Linked DNA regions of Salmo salar: region 1 is linked to region 2. A link is a contact called in public Hi-C data. All regions are on one chromosome and are shown on one strand. Each heading gives the region's core, a stretch centred on a gene start, on an enhancer-like site or on the middle of the called end of the contact. The rest is flanking DNA. Distances are from core to core; before and after follow the strand shown.

Region 1 (5,524 bases), core at 2,601-5,100, 55 kb before region 2:
AATTCTATTTTTTTTTTTATTCTAAAGCAGTTATTCAATGGAAAAGGAACAACACAGATACCCCTATAGCTCCCATTTATTATTTGTCTGTCATAGCTAGTGTCAGGGCTCACGGCGTGATCCTGGCACACACTGGGGCTTAAGAAGAGCTCCTGACCTGCCGCTCGCTATCCCTGTCCCCGATGGGTGAAAGGGCAGCCGGTCCCATCGATTTCCCCCAATGAAGAAGTCTTCAGCCCCTTACCCGCTTTCTTCTGGTCCCCATGCCCCAGTCCTGACTGGGCAGGCCTGAAGGCCTCTATTGTGTTAGCGTGCCGATCGATCCAGTTGGTGTCCAAGGGGCCTCTCCTTTGAGATGCTCTCCCGCTGTTAACTGACAACTACAAAGCTCCTGTCTTGATAGCCACTTGTCAATACAAATTTCCACTATTGATAAGTAATTGAAGAGAGAGGTGCTTTAGGGGGTGTTCCTCGGACTGCTGCTCTCAAACGGAAACATCTGCTAAACAGGAGACATTAACAAAAACACTTTTAGAATACAAAACCAGCCCCCTCTGCCCTCTCTCTCCCCTCTTTTCTTTTACCAATCTGAATATTATTAAAACAACGTTCAGTGGATGGGCAGGATGGAACACATTGGAGAATCTGGTAGCTTTTTGTTCTTCAAACTGTTCCTACTCCAAAGTGTTTGATAGTGGGAGTATGAACTTGCTCTGTCTTGTTTCATTCATAACATTAGAATTTTAGCTTTTACCAAACAATCATTTCTTGTTATCTATTACACACAATGTTGCTGTCAGGATTGCTTTCTCCTTGTGCAACATTCCATGCAACAGGAAAATGTTTTCATGTTTTGTCCGTGATTATATTTTTCACCTTTGCAACAGTATTTTTATTTTACATATAGGCCCAATAATACGCTCACTGCAGTTAGACCTGCATGCTCCTAGCTGCTAGATGGCAAGACCATTGTGACGTGACTAACTAAGGATAACCTTTGTCTTTTAGTTCCAGTAATCCGTGCCTGTGTAAGTGGATCCACCAGGAAGAGGATAACTCCCTTAAGATCTTTTAAACACTACGGGAGGGACTGCAAGCCAGTAACTTATTTTTGCCTCTGTTCTCACAGTAATCCAGGTTATTTGCAGAAATGATATTCTCAACTGTGTTGAAAAGACATAGCATGTGAATCATAATGCCTGCTGATAGATCCAACTGTGTTGAAAAGACATAGCATGTGAATCATAATGCCTGCTGATAGATCCAACTGTGTTGAAAAGACAGCATGTGAATCATAATGCCTGCTGATAGATCCAACTGTGTTGAAAATACATAGCATGTGAATCATAATGCCTGCTGATAGATCCAGTTTCAAATTGTGAATTTTGAGACATTGCTTACAGACACATATCATTCCACATCCGTACTGTGTATTCTTCCAGGTCTATCACCTACTACTTAATGGATGGTGTCTGGGGTTTAAAACAAACAAAGCAATCAGTGAGGAGCCCTTTGGATGACTTGGAACAGTGGGAGAAATCAGTAATGACAACCCTTATTTAGAGTGGAACCCAGTTCTGTGGGGATGGGGAGGAGGTGGGCCTTTTGGAGGAGAAGGTTTCCAGGAGGGCAGTGGGTTGGGGTGGTGGCTATGGGGAGGGGGTTGCACACAACCAGAGTCTTTGTGTCTTTAATCCCCCCAGCCAACACAGCTTTGGCCAGGTTTCATCATGAAAGTGCCATGAAATAACTACTTTTTTTTCCCTTAGCAGTAAATCTCCCCTAATCCTGCAGGCTGAGTAGACAAAGGCCTCTGGGACCTAATCCTGGACCGTTTAGTGAGGTTCCGGGGCTGGCCTACAGAGCCTCTTCTAAATGACTTCTTTTTATCAGACACTAATATAGCTTGACAGCCAAGAACAGCGGAAAAAAGCAAAGAAAACATATATCCACATATTTTAGGAATCTAAATGTATGAACAAGTACTGTACAAGTATGAACAAAAATGTTACCTTTTATGCCAAATGTTCAGTTCCTATTGGGCAAAACAACTACAAAATATATATATATAATGTATCCAACAAGTGTTGAACGAGTTTGTAGTCACAAGCTTTATAAAGTCATTATTCAAATGGGGGACTAGATACATGAAGTGCTTTCATTTCTAAACATAAAACAAATATATGAAAATATACTCTCAAAATAAAAGGTTTACTGTCACCTAATATTAAACATTTGATCTCAAATCCAAAATGCTGGGGTATAGAGCCAAATTAAAAAATGTAGCTTCACTGTACAAATACATATGGTGGTGAGTGTAAAAGTCATGGGATTGTGAGACCCCTGAGACTGACTGTGTGGGTCACTGATAGAATGCAGCAGACATTTGAACAGAAATATGCCTGATAGTGAGGGAACCACCCAAGAGGTCTAAGAAATATATTTGCTACACCCACAATAACATCTGCTAATCACGCCTATGTGACCAGTAACATTTGATTTGATTTGACCTTTAGTCATGGTATTAGGCAATTAGATTCCTACAGAAATAGCGGAATCGAGGGCAAAAATTAAAACATCTTAATTTATCAACCAGCCAGACTTTTGCCTTGAGTTTCAGAGTAACAGGGAAGAATGAACGTTTCAGTAACAAATGGAAGATGAGGACACGGAGGGCTGTTAAAAACATTGAGGTGGCTGGTTTTCGCTCCAGTTGTGGTAATGGCCCCTCCTCTCCTGACTGTATGGCTGGTGTACTTGGTGTGTGTTTTACTCTGGGACACAACTGATACTCGTGGGAAGCATAATCTGTCACTGAATGCTTTGCCTTTCCACCCTTCGCACCTCCGCTAAGGCCTTAGTGGAATTTACATGTCTAAACCCTTCAGCCTAAAGCTAGAGCTGGGTTATTGGAGATGATCTTATTGGAGTGCTACAATTTGAAATGTGTCACAATGCACAGGTGTGCCAGGACTTTGGGGCGAGGAGAAATAGATTTTGTTAGATGGACTGTGATATCCATACTAGTAATTGGGTTTTCATATTTTCATTCCACAAGATACAGATTTCATTGCACCAATAGTAACATTTGGATATCATATTTTTATTCCGATACACATTTAATTCCAACGTACTACTTTACATGACAATATATTGTACACACCATTGGCTTAGAGCATGATTTAGTCATGGACACTGAAGTTCTGAACGTTTCTCAGGGTGTGCAGGGCAGCAGCCTACTTTCACAAAGTGTAATGTCATGTTTACTGCATTTGTGAAAAAAAGTAGAGTTTTATGCAAGTGCTACTGAAAAACACACTCCACCTAACCTATTTGCAAATTAGGAAAAACCATTTGCATGTTGTGTTTTATCATTATTTTCCTTATTTTAGTGGGATAATAGTTCTCTTTCAGGAGATCTTGAATCTGGCTCAGTTGAACCTTAGGAAATTGGTCTCAATGGCCAATGTCCAAATTGTATTTCACAGGCTGACAGTTTATGGGCAAAATATGTAGCCTGTTAGCAAAACAAACTGCAAAGCAAACCCCATCCAAGTGGAGATTGACAAAGCAGGGAGTTTAAGAGAAAGGAGGCTGAGAACAGGGAACAATCAACGGATCTTATTTGAATCTGGCCCTCCACTGAGATTAGCAGACCACATTGTTTTAATTGTTTTAACAGGAGGGAATGAAACGCTCGTTTATTGAGGAGGGATCCTTTGTGTAAATCTCCCCAAATTCAATAGTTTAAAAAACTTGAGCCCTTGGACCCCCTCTTTTCCCTCATCCCACCTAATCCAGGGTAATACCTTTCTTTCTATTGGCTAATGGTTGAGGGGAGCTGGAGTAAATGGTTCTTTAAATAGTCGTGGGTGAGAATGGTCTTCAGATAATTAGATCCATGCCATGACAAAGGGTAGCGGCGTAGGAGGATAAGGCCTGCATTTCGAACTATTGGACTGTATACTTGGACTTCTGAAAGCTCACGAGAATAGGTTCATTTCTGCTGTTTTGTGTGCTTCTCAGGTAAAATAAAGAATACTGCAGAAGTTATACTTTTTTTGTCTGATCTTTGTTTTGGAAATTGTTTTCTGGATGTTGGTAGCCAACTGAAGTAAAGTGGCAATGGTTTATGCGTAAAGAATAATTACTTTCAATTACTTTTAATGATCAAGAAAGTTGCTTATGTTTACCATTTGTTCTGTTTTTATTTAAGTGAGTTAAGACTGTAGCCTAAATACAAATTGCACAGTGCAAGCGTCCTACATACATTGTACAGTAAGCTATAGGCTATATACTTTTTTTTTTCCATTGTATGCCTAGTTAGTATGGTGTAAGTCCCATATAACTTAAACAGTTTTACCCTTTAGGTCCGCTATGAATGCCTTAAATTTCTGCGGGGGATCCGACAGTGGCAACGGACTCTATCCTCTGCACAGCGTCAACTCCGTATTTTTCAACCCCCACCACCAGATGGCAGACCAGTACCCGGTTTATCCATCAGCCAATCCCTCCTCGGTTCACACGTTCTCTGTTGCTGAAAGACTTGCAGGTATTTAGAAAAGACTACTGTCATTTATGACTGTGTCTGTAATCGATGCATGCAATCAAACAAATGCAGGTGGAAAAATAAAGAGTGTTATAATTTTAGGGCTCCCGAGTAGCGTTGCCACTGTCGGATCCCCCGCAGGCACTGCAGCTCAGTGCTAGAGGCGTCACTACAGACACCCTGGTTCATATCCAGGCTGTATCACAGTGCGCAGCCCTATGGGAGTCCCATAGAGCTGCGCACAATTGGCCCAGCGTCGTCGAGGGTTTGGCCAGTGTAGACCGTCATTGTAAATAAGAATGTGTTCTTGACTGACTTGCCTAGTTAAATAAAGGTTATATTTAAAATTAAATAATTTGCCATTCAAAAGCATTGCAGCTAAACTGGTATTCTATTGTCAAAAGATCCGTTTCCCACCTGAAAAAGTTGTTGAAATTGTTAATTGCCATGCTGGTATTTTCAGTGTAGCCTGATATCTCACATGCCCTCCTAATGTTTCACCACCTCTAATCTTGTTGTGGCTTGTCTTCTGTCCCCACAGAGTTGATACTGGAGGCCCGTTATGGGAATCAGCAGAAGCAGCGTCGGAGCCGCACAGCCTTCACTGTGTCTCAGTTACAGGCTCTAGAGAAAGCCTTCCAGCAGACCCAGTACCCTGATGTAGGTATGAGAGAGAGACTGGCTGTCTGCATCAATCTGCCTGAGGCTCGCATTCAGGTCAGTAAAGGTCGCTCTTCAAAGAGGACCAGCCTGTGCGCATGCTTTCATTCATGATATTTATTTGAACTGCTGCTTTTAGTAACTTTATTCTTGTGATATATATAACAGCTGTGGTGCTATTACCTTTTTAAACTTTTGATCAATATTACTGTTATAAATACGTCAACCCTTCACCAATAACTCAATTATATGCTCTCCAGGTGTGGTTTAAGAACAGAAGAGCAAAGCTCCGTAAGGGACAGAGATGCTCCCCTC
Region 2 (5,361 bases), core at 1,184-3,683:
TCGCTGTCTGTCTGTCGCTGTGTCTGTCTGTGTCGCTGTCTGTCTGTGTCGCTCTGTCAGTCTGACGCTGTCTGTGACGCTGTCTGTGTCGCTGTGTCTGTCTGTCTGTGTGTGTCGCTCTGTCTGTGTGTGTCGCTCTGTCTGTGTGTGTCGCTCTGTCTGTGTGTGTCGCTGTCTGTCTGTGTGTGTCTCTGTCTGTGTGTGTCGCTGTCTGTCTGTGTGTGTCGCTGTCTGTCTGTCTGTGTCGCTGTCTGTGTGTCGCTGTCTGTGTGTCGCTGTCGCTGTCTGTGTGTCGCTGTCGCTGTCTGTGTCGCTGTCTGTCTGTGTCGCTGTCTGTCTGTGTGTCGCTGTCTGTCTGTCTGTGTCGCTGTCTGTCTGTCTGTGTCTCTGTCTGTGTCGCTGTCTGTCTGTCTGTGTCGCTGTCTGTCTGTCTGTCTGTCTGTGTCGCTGTCTGTCTGTCTGTGTCGCTGTCTGTCTGTCTGTTTCTGTCTGTGTCGCTGTCTGTCTGTGTCTGTCGCTGTCTGTGTCGCTGTCGGTCTGTCTGTGTCGCTGTCTGTCGCTGTCTGTGTCTCTGTGTGTGTGTCGCTGTCTGTCTGTCTGTGTGTGTCGCTGTCTGTCTGTGTGTCTGTCTGTGTCGCTGTCTGTCTGTCTGTGTCTCTGTCTGTCTGTGTCGCTGTCTGTCTGTCTGTGTCGCTGTCTGTCTGTCTGTGTCGCTGTCTGTCTGTCTGTGTCGCTGTCTGTCTGTCTGTGTCGCTGTGTCGCTGTCTGTCTCTCTGTCTGTCTGTCTGTCTCTCTGTGTCGCTGTCTGTGTGTGTCTGTCTGTGTGTGTCGCTGTGTGTGTCGCTGTGTGTGTCGCTGTCTGTGTCGCTGTCTGTGTCGCTGTCTGTCTGTGTGTCGCTGTCTGTCTGTCTGTGTCTCTGTCTCTGTGTCTCTGTGTCTGTCTGTCTGTGTCGCTGTCTGTCTGTCTGTCTGTGTCTGTCTGTTTCTGTCTGTGTCGCTGACTGTCTGTGTCTGTCGCTGTCTGTGTCGCTGTCGGTCTGTCTGTGTCTCTGTGTGTGTGTCGCTGTCTGTCTGTGTGTGTCGCTGTGTGTCTGTCTGTGTCGCTGTCTGTCTGTCTGTGTCGCTGTCTGTCTGTCTGTGTCGCTGTCTGTCTGTCTGTGTGTCGCTGTCTGTCTGTGTCGCTGTGTCTCTGTCTGTGTCGCTGTCTGTCTCTCTCTCTCTCTGTCTGTCTGTCTGTCTGTCTGTGTCGCTGTCTGTCTGTGTCGCTGTCTGTCTGTGTCGCTGTCTGTCTGTGTCGCTGTCTGTCTGTGTGGCTGTCTGTGTGTGTCTGTCTGTGATTCTGTCTGTGTCGCTGTCTGTCTGCCTGTGTCGCTGTCTGTCTGCCTGTGTCGCTGTCTGTCTACCTGCCTGTGTCGCTGTCTGTCTGCCTGTCTGTGACGCTGTCTGTCTGCCTGTCTGTGACGCTGTCTGTCTGCCTGTCTGTGACGCTGTCTGTCTGCCTGTCTGTGTCGCTGTCTGTCTGTGTCGCTGTCTGTCTGTGTCGCTGTCTGTCTGTGTCGCTGTCTGTCTGTCGCTGTCTGTCTGTCGCTGTCTGTCTGTGTCGCTTTCTGTCTGTTTGTGTCGCTTTCTGTCTGCCTGTGTCGCTGTGTCTGTCTGTGTCGCTGTCTGTCTGTGTCGCTCTGTCTGTCTGACGCTGTCTGTGACGCTGTCTGTGTCGCTGTGTCTGTCTGTCTGTGTCGCTGTCTGTGTCGCTCTGTCTGTGACGCTGTCTGTGTCGCTCTGTCTGTCTGTGACGCAGTCTGTGTCGCTGTGTCTGTCTGTCTGTGTCGCTGTGTCTGTCTGTGTCACTGTGTCTGTCTGTCTGTGTCACTGTGTCTGTCTGTCTGTGTCGCTGTGTGTGTGTGTCGCTGTCTGTCTGTGACGCTGTCTGTCTGTCTGTGACGCTGTCTGTCTGTCTGTGTCGCTGTCTGTCTGTCTGTGTCGCTGTCTGTCTGTCGCTGTCTGTCTGTGTCGCTGTCTGTGTTTCTGTCGCTGTCTGTCTGTGTCGCTGTCTGTGTTTCTGTCGCTGTCTGTCTGTGTCGCTGTCTGTGTTGCTGTCTGTCTGTCTGTGTCGCTCTGTGTCGCTGTCTGTGTTGCTGTCTGTCTGTCTGTGTCGCTGTGTGTCTGTCTTTCTGTCTGTGTCCCTGTGTCTCAGTCTTTCTGTCTGTGTCGCTGTGTCTCAGTCTTTCTGTCTGTGTCGCTGTGTCTCGGTCTTTCTGTCTGTGTCGCTGTGTCTCAGTCTTTCTGTCTGTGTCGTTTTGTCTCGGTCTTTCTGTCTGTGTCGCTGTCTGTCTATCTTCTCTGTCTGCCTGCTCTGCTTCACTCATCCAGGCTGATAACAGGGGAGGGAAGCACAGTCGGGAACCCTGCGGCCGTTGAAGCCATTATCAGGACAGGAACCCCCTCCCCTCTCCCTGGAAAAGGGTGTGATATAGGATCTGATTGAGCATGCACTGTCTCAGCACAGACTCAACCTTTAAAGGGATGAAGGGGCAACAGCATCTCAGGAGATGCCTGTTAGCTACACCCTTCACATGAAAACATGACAATTTGGAAGTGGAGATTTCACATCTAGAGTCCTTTATGGCGCAATTATGACTCGCTTAAAGTGATGTACAGTCTGCCGTCTCAGATGATTACATTTTGAAGATGATTTTTTTGAGCAAATGTGCCATCTAGGGTTTTGGAAGGGAATTGCATCCTTTGAAATAATGACCTCTTTTTACCAACGAGTAAATCCATTTTAAGTTTAAATGTCACGTGCACAAGTACAGTGAAATGCCTTTCTTGCCAGCTCTTTTACATTGTAATGTCGTCAAAGGTAAGAGTCATAAGCTAATGCTCACTCTCACTTCATATGAAGGATAAATGACAAGATAATTAGTCATGCACAGACATCCTGTCTGAATTCCTTGTCTTCACCTGTACAGGTGATGAGCTCGACGAATGGAGAGCTGAACACTGACGACCCGACGGCGGGACACTCCAACGCTCCCATCACTGCTCCCACCGAGGTGGAGGTGGCTGATGATACAAAGTAAGACAGCTCTGTCCCTGGCGTTGACTGCAGTGGCTCACCATGCTCTGCTCGGTCGCACTACCTCTGGCAGTCGTGGCCAGAAACACAGTCAAATTATATCTGAACCCAGTCATTCAAAATCCTGTTACAACAAAACATTTAACAGATTCCACGTTTACGGCCTCTAATGTTCAGTTTCGCTTTTTTTTAGCTTTAAAACATTGCATTTTTTGATATGCAACATTCATTTCCTTTTGAAACTAAATGAGTGTGTCCCCTTGCCTGCAGGTGCTGCTGTTTCTTCAAAATGAGAAAGAGGAAAACTCTCCAGCGGCACAAGTGAAGAGAAGACCTCGGCGGGAACTTGAAACATTCTGCTCACTTTCAAGTTTCAAATGGAAGAAACCACACCGATCACCCATCCTATCTCCCTTCCCCAGTCTCTCTCTCTCTCTCCCTCTCCCTCTCGCTCTTCTCCATCTTCCTCAGCGCTCTTCTGCTACAGGCGTGTAAAGCAATGTTGTCCTACAGACTTTGTGGGCTTCACAACAGACACTGGCTTCCAAAAGAAAGAAACCGTTAAAGTACCTGCATAATAAAGAGAGAACGTTTTAAAAGCTGTAACAAAGAAACGCGAATATCGTGGCGTGAATAGAAGATAATGATACTGTTTGAAACAGTTCTTGTATTCTAGATTCCATACATAGCATTTACTGTTCAACAGCCATTGATCTGAGGGAACTGTCAATGAGTCGAGGGAAAGAAATCTGTTCCATAGAAATAGTCCTTTATTTGTGGGATCAAGGTAAGAAGCAAGACTGAACTATACTAATGATAACTCTGGAATCACTGAGCGCAACAGGAAACACCATCTAAATCACAATTGGAGGATTTTTATGTTGTTGAGTTTTTTTATTTAATCCTCTGTTGTTTTCAAAGTCAACTCCCTGGATTGAAAACAAATGTCTGTTTTAGTGTACTGGAATTCATTTTGTATTCTTTTTTTCTTCTCTGGCTTTCATTCTGTCAATGTGGACTTTGTAGCACAGTCACTGGCCTCAGGTACTGTGGAAGACTGAGAGTAACTGATATTAAGCTCTCTTCTTCTTGTTGCACTTTTGGAAACAAAAAGAAAGTACAATGGAATTCTAGGTTTGAAATTAACAAACAAGAAAACAACTGAAGACTGATCTAGGAAGAGTCCTATACAAGGCTAACACTGACTGTACAAAACATTAAGAACACCTTCCCAATATTGAGTTGCGCCTCCCCCCCTCCTTTTGCCATCAGAACAGCCTCAATTCATCGGGGAATGGACTCTACAAGGTGTTGAAAGTGTTCCACAGGGATGCTGGCCCATGTTGACTCCAATGCTTCCCACAGTTGTCAAGTTGGCTGGTTGTCCTTTGGGTGGTGGACCATTCTTGATACACACAGGAAACTGTTGAGTGTGAAAAACCCAGCAGCGTTGCTGTTTTTGACACCAACTGGTGCGCCTGCCACCTACAAAACCCTGTTCAAAGACACTTCAATATTTTGTCTTACCCATTCACCCTGGCACACACAATCCATGTCTCAATTCTCAATTCTTCTCAAGGCTTAAAAATCCTTCTTTAACCAGTCTCCTCCCTTTCATCTACACTGATTTGAAGTGGATTTAACAAGTGACATTAATAAGGGATAATAGCATTCACCTGGTAAGTTTGTCATGGAAAGAGCAGGTGTACATAATGTTTTGTACACTCAGTGCATATCTGAGTACGGGCCGAAATGTCAATTTACATGAAAAAAGATATCTTTCAGTTTTATTTCTACATCAGAATAATTTACCAGGAAATCATAGTTTGTGCCTTTCCAAGTAAAATGTTTAAAGCTCAAGTAAGTGTCCTGCAATGACATTTTATCTGAACTGTTCCAAATGTTACTCATTAACTGTGTGCGCGCGTGTATCTCTGAAAGCATCGTCTTTCTGACATGCTCAGTAAAGAGGTCCTACTGTCTCACAACCACCGTGTCCATCTCCTCTGCTAGGACAATCAAAGGATCTTTACAGTTTAACTCTCTAGATTCACTCGACAACAACAAAATAGGAAAGATTTGATAGCTTGTGCATTGTGAGCTAAGCAATTCTAGTCATTGATGGTGGCTGATCAACGTTAGGGGTAGCATGCAAATACGTCAAGTTTATGTTTGAAGACGAAAATGAAGCAATTTTCCCATCGATGACTGAAGTTGCCACAAGACTTGAATTGGATACAAAACCGTTTTTCTTTTGAAGTTCCTCGCTGCAGTAGTTTTGTGAA

The links. A called contact is a pair of places that touch in the nucleus more often than the background predicts.
Region 1: a contact with region 2 is called in a Hi-C map of gill, with 6 times the contacts expected there. The contact joins the promoter of dmbx2 here to the enhancer-like site in region 2. A contact is called at or near these places in 3 of 3 Hi-C or Micro-C datasets (blood, gill and muscle).

The regions. Positions count from the first base shown.
Region 1 is chrssa23:29,693,083-29,698,606 of Ssal_v3.1, reverse strand. dmbx2 (diencephalon/mesencephalon homeobox 2) reads left to right here and starts at 3,850. Exons shown (of 4, transcript XM_014169593.2): 1 at 3,850-4,026; 2 at 4,371-4,552; 3 at 5,091-5,266; 4 at 5,470-5,524. The coding sequence starts at 4,378.
Region 2 is chrssa23:29,636,988-29,642,348 of Ssal_v3.1, reverse strand. It overlaps LOC106584364 (casein kinase I), which reads left to right. Exons shown (of 11, transcript XM_014169592.2): 10 at 2,970-3,076; 11 at 3,347-5,361. The coding sequence ends at 3,401. Among protein-coding and RNA genes, the nearest start is that of LOC106584364, 47 kb to the left of the region's middle. Within about 2 kb of position 2,433, at least 2 of the 13 cell types and tissues checked have an H3K27ac peak or open chromatin away from gene starts, as enhancers often do.